Linked DNA regions of Mus musculus: region 1 is linked to region 2. Evidence: chromatin contacts called from public HiChIP or PLAC-seq data. All regions are on one chromosome and are shown on one strand. Each heading gives the region's core, a stretch centred on a gene start, on an enhancer-like site or on the middle of the called end of the contact. The rest is flanking DNA. Distances are from core to core; before and after follow the strand shown. Region 1 overlaps Slitrk3 (SLIT and NTRK-like family, member 3). Region 2 overlaps Gm6634 (predicted gene 6634).

Region 1 (2,700 bases), core at 46-2,545, 2.2 Mb after region 2:
ATTTTAATTAATAATAAAAAATAGTGAAGAGAAGCAAATATATGTGATCTTTGTCGATCTCAACAGCAGAGCATTTCTATGAAGGGAATTAGTTATTTATTTTGTAAAAAAAAAAAAGTAATTTCCTTCAATAAGAAAAATGAAGCAGATGCTAATTCATACTTATGATAAGATTAGTGGGATTTAATGGAAATAATATGTTATTATAAACTAAAAATTTTTAACTCAATTTTAGTGCAAAATTAAAATAAGTAACTGAGTCAGGGGATATAAAAATCCATGAAAGGAAAATATTGTCCTCTTAAATATAAAATTTCATTCTCATAAAAATTTGTTCTCACTATATAAATGAATTTATTAATTATTCAAGGGTGAATTTTAAGACAGTGTTACTTCAATATTTGATAAATAAGCTATAAGTATTACAATTATAAAGTTATATTTTATTTCGATAAGCTTTATGAAGACTTATTTTCCAATGCCAAAGCACCAGGGGTGACATTTAACCTGATACGTTTAATATACTGTGTTGGGTGACTCGGTGGTTTTCTAGGAAGGCATTATTAGTGTTTGAAAGATCTAGAGTTTTACGTTTATTTCTTCTGTTCACCAGAATGGTTAATTAGGAAGAATTGGAAGGTTAGTAGTCACTGTAGTTTCAAGTGACTCCACAAGTCGGATTGTAAAACCTCTAAGAACAGTAATATCATTTTATTAAAAAAAAAATCAGTAATAGGGAAGGATGGTTAGAAAGAACCTGAAAGATGAGATATCTAGCGATGGTGACCTATAGAAAGCATACAAAAAAAAAGACATCTGTTTTATAACGCCTTCAACTCTACTAAATATGGAGGACTTCACTTTGACATGTTACATAAAGAGACAGTAATTAGTTGTATGGGCTTTCTAAATTAACTCCAAGATAGAATGAATAGTTGAGGACTGAAATTACATATGCCTTATATTAAATGCAAAGAATCCCTGAAACGTGCATTTTTATATTGATGTACTTGTGTGTTTTATCTGTGTATATCCATCCACACTGATAGTTGCATGTAGTTAATGGTTGCATTAACAAGTTCTAGACATTCACTTTTCCCCCCATCTTATAAATTCAATACCTGAATGCATATACCACACAGATATAGAAACTGATGGTATTCTTCTTTACTGTGGGAAAATGGTGGAATGTAAGGCCTCAGCGACTCATGGTGAATTACATTCAACATGTAAAGATCATTTCTAAGGGCAGCTTTAAGGAACCCAAACCTCACTCCACACTTCTCTGGTGACTGTCTGGAGATAGCTGGAGCTCTGCTGCCATCTACTGGACAAACTGGATAAGTGCCTTTATCCCTCACGAGTCCTAAATTTCAATTTTCTTTGGTTTTGCTCACACGAAAATGGATCATAACTTAAAGTATCCTCAAGAAACTTTGAAACATCTTTTTAATGCCATACAGAAAAATAAAACTAAATCATAATCAAACTTCTTAACTCAAGCATTTCTCTGTCCATTTACTGTGAGTGGTTGCGGGGGGGGGGCGGGGGGGGGGGGGAGACAATGTCCAAACATAAAATTCACAACTTTAGCGGGAAACAGATATTCTACAATTCATTGACTTGAAGTCCTAGACTTTTCTGGAGCTGTGTTTTAGCATGGAGTTTGCGGTGGTACCTAAGCTGCTCTTGGATCTAATTTTAGTGCTTGTTTTTATTTAAAAGAGAGCTACTTCGTTTCTCTGTTCCTTCATGCCATCTGTCTGAAACCCACAGAGGCTCGATTATCTCATCCAGATTAGTCCTATATTTCCTCATCCGGTCACTTTGTTTTCTCCCAGTCACACCCCACCTATGTAACAGTGCCTCACTGGGAAACTGAATTTGAAATTTACAACCCATGAAAAACGGATCAGAATATCCAAGCCCCAATTTAATCCTAATATGGGATATGGATAAGGAATAATAATATTTATCAATATCACAGTGCATCAAACTTGTTAATCATTTAGCTTTCTGTATATCCAGTAAAATAAATCCTTTAAATGTGAGTATGAAAAGCATGGCATAGCTGAAGTTTAAGTTCAAGCTTCGTATCTTCTGTATATAATGTATTATGTTTTTCAAAAACTTTTTATTAGGAAAGCTATACCAGACGCATAATCACTATACAATGATTAAACATTACCTTTACAATTTATAATCACTGAAATTACAGAATAAATATATGCACATTTCCTTTGAATCTTTGTGTGTGAGAGAGAAAACATTAAAAGTGCTTCCTACAAAGCTGTTAGTGATATATACCCAGTTGCTTTTTTATTTTTTAATATCATATATTTATATTTATATATATATGTATAAGAAAGTGCAGATGTTCTCAAAAATCTTGACATCAAGATGAAATGTCACGAGGAGGGTGGCTCAACCCTAGGTGTGTCTCCAGCTGTTAAACGAACAAGCCTTGACTTCAGTAGGATCCAGCCTCGAATGTGACTTTTCCCAGGGTGGTAGGAGAGATGCCGTGAGCTGTACACTAGGAGTGAAGGGCACGTGGAGCTATGTAGAGGAAGAAATAGATCAAACCCGAACTAAGCGTATTAAGTTGCAGGGGAGGTGTGTGTGTGTGTGTGTGTGCGCGCGCGCGCGCGCGTGTGTACGCGTGTGTGTGCGTGTGTGTGTGCGTGTGCGTGTGTGTGT
Region 2 (2,700 bases), core at 140-2,639:
GAGCGAGATGAGGTGCAGTAAGCCAGGCTGCCTGGGGAAATAGCATCATAAAACATGGGAGCCCAACTCCTGTTCTAGTCTGTGGTATTTTGAAAGACTCTATTATTACAGTACAAGAGAGTTGTACTTAACACAATATTGAAATTCACTGACACAAAGGCAATACTGCAGGAAACGGCTGACTGGGGGATAGGTGGCTTTTCACTTTGTATTTCTGTCTTTCCCATTCTTAAGTATCATGTGTTTTTCTTTATTAATCTTCCCACAAATGCTTTGAATGACAGAACAATTAGAAAGAAACCAGACTGCAGTATCTATATCTGTCACTTTAACTGCGTCCTTGCAGACACAAATTCCCTGCTGATTTTGCTGCAATGTTTGATATGAGAAGCAAACTAAACTTAACCTAGCTTATTTTTCTTCAGGGTAGCAATGCATTGTAAGGAATGCTCTCTCCATCGTGTGAAAGCTGCATTTCCCCTTCCTAGAATATGACAGATTGTTGATGGATAAAACCTACTTAGTTTGCTATAGAAAGTTTTCACTGGAAAAATAAATCTTACAGAACTACAGACACAGGTAAATATTGCCTAGACAGTGGGCTGAGTGTATGGGCTAAGGGGTCTCCTCATAACTTCAGAGGAACTGAAGAACAGCTTTAAAGGGCCAGTACTCTCCCTGGTACAAGGATCACTTTAATCTGTAAAGGCACTGGATTTATTGACTCTTAGTGACAAGGTTTATCGGCTTCTGTAACCTTCTAGTAGCCCACCATATCCAAGTGAAGTATATTTTAAATAAATATAAATAATTCTCAATCTATAAGAAAACATGGTTTTCTTGTCAATATAAACCCAGAAATATATGGTCTCAGGAAATACCATAAGGTAAAATTGTAATTAACCAGCAAGAGCTATCACACATACTTAGGAAATTTATTGCCTTCACTTAAGTGCAAGCATGTCCTTTCCTTTTTTCACTATAAGTTTGTTGGTGCAAAGAGGAAGGTGAGCCCTTTATGACATAATATAGAATTGTGGGTATAAAACATCATGCATCAAAGTGACCAATGAATGTTTTTGACCCAACCCATTGGATGCCCTCAGATAAAGAGATTTCTCCAGTTATGTAATTAAGAAAGTAACAGCAGTCCACAGTTATGCATAACTGATATGCCATCAACCACTTTATCCTTTAGTTGAAAGTATTTGTTGCTTTCATTTCTCTCAGGTTCTTTGAATTGAATGGGTTCATATGTTATAGCCTTGATCAATATTTCCTATCTCATTTTACAAAATGGCAAATAGAATTTCCAAGCACTTTGCTGTGCTGCAGAGAGCCCAGCCATCAGCTGCAGCAAGGACATTTGCATTCAGTTAATTGGTACAGATGGTCGCAGCACTGATTTCCTTGTTTCATTCAGCAGAGATCTGGAGACTGGGGCTGGAACACAGATGTCAGAACAGAACTTTTTTGGTGTTTGCTGGTAGCGCTTTCAAATATCATATTCTCTCCTCCCCCGCCTCTCTCTTCTCCTGTCATATTCTAATAAATCCTTCTGAATTAAAAATATAAGGCTTAGAACACTGTATATTAAGCGATATTTCAAACATGCAGTGGTTTCTGTATTGCTGTACTTCAATTTAAAATATTGGAATTAAGATACAGTAAATAAAGCAATTATGAATTAATAACACTTTTAGTGTTAGTTAAAGATCCATATTTAAAAGAAGATGACTACAAATTATTGCAACAACATACAATAATTTGGAGATTAGACATATACATTTATAATGTTGAAATCACCCAAAAAGTACTCAGCATGTAAGTGTTTTGAGGAATAAATCTGGAAAGAAGATGGAGTAGAACGAAGAGAGGAAGGAGAGAGGAGATGGAGAGAGTGGGGCCAGAAGAAAGAAAGAAGAGTAAGAGCGAGAGAGTGAGAAAGATAGCAAGGGAGTGAGAGAGCACAGAATGAAAGAGCACTAATTAGAGAGAGAGACACACACAAAAAACACAGACACACCCAGACATGCACAGACACACACATACACACACACATACACACACACACACACACACATACACATACATAGAGAGAGAGAGAGAGAGAGAGAGAGAGAGAGAGAGAGAGAGAGAGAGAGAGAGAGAGAGATAATGCCCTGAAGTTTCATGGCTTCAGAATGGATATTCTAACTATATAGAAAGAAGTTCATGAAGATATTTAGGACTGGGCAAGTGTCTTAATTTACATTAAATCGCATATATGGCATTTCTGTTTGTGAGTTTATTTCAATAAAATGGTCTTTATATTAAAAAATAGGAACAGACATGTCACTTTATTATTTTGGCCTAGAGTAAAATACAGACTCCTGAGAAACATATGTGTTTGCCTAAGGAATGGGGAAGAGAGAGTGGGATGCTGGTGACAGGAGAAACTAGAAATCCCAATGTGGTTTTTGGGTATGAAGAGAAGCAGAATGATCATCAGAGAAGCAAGGAATTCGTCCCACAGGAATCCCAGTGCAAAGGTAGATTAGCACGAGATTCAAGGCTAGAAAGCTCCACTCCAGAGACTCGAATGCGTTTCTGATGCCATTAGTGAGTCATCAAGTTTATGCAAGGAACTGAAATAGATACAAAGGAAATGGGAGAATGGGGAGGAAGAGAAGGGGAAAGACTGCATAAAACTATGTTGCA

What was found. HiChIP or PLAC-seq counts read pairs in DNA pulled down with a chosen protein or histone mark.
Region 1: a contact with region 2 is called in an H3K27ac HiChIP or PLAC-seq map of VIP interneurons, with 8 times the contacts expected there. The contact joins two enhancer-like sites. A contact is called at or near these places in 5 of 39 promoter capture datasets (cranial neural crest, frontonasal cranial neural crest, hippocampal neurons and 2 more) and 6 of 115 datasets of contacts at active chromatin or transcription factors (SST interneurons, VIP interneurons, astrocytes and 3 more).

Annotation. Positions count from the first base shown.
Region 1 is chr3:73,045,151-73,047,850 of GRCm38.p6, forward strand. It overlaps Slitrk3 (SLIT and NTRK-like family, member 3), which reads right to left. Exons shown (of 2, transcript NM_001357851.1): 2 at 2,119-2,700. Among named protein-coding and RNA genes, the nearest start is that of Slitrk3, 11 kb to the right of the region's middle. Within about 2 kb of position 1,296, at least 3 of the 459 cell types and tissues checked have an H3K27ac peak or open chromatin away from gene starts, as enhancers often do. A contact at or near this core is called in VIP interneurons, where this site is marked.
Region 2 is chr3:70,801,007-70,803,706 of GRCm38.p6, forward strand. The region is part of intron 1 of Gm6634 (predicted gene 6634); the gene reads right to left. Among named protein-coding and RNA genes, the nearest start is that of Gm6634, 4.9 kb to the right of the region's middle. Within about 2 kb of position 1,390, at least 38 of the 459 cell types and tissues checked have an H3K27ac peak or open chromatin away from gene starts, as enhancers often do. A contact at or near this core is called in VIP interneurons, where this site is marked.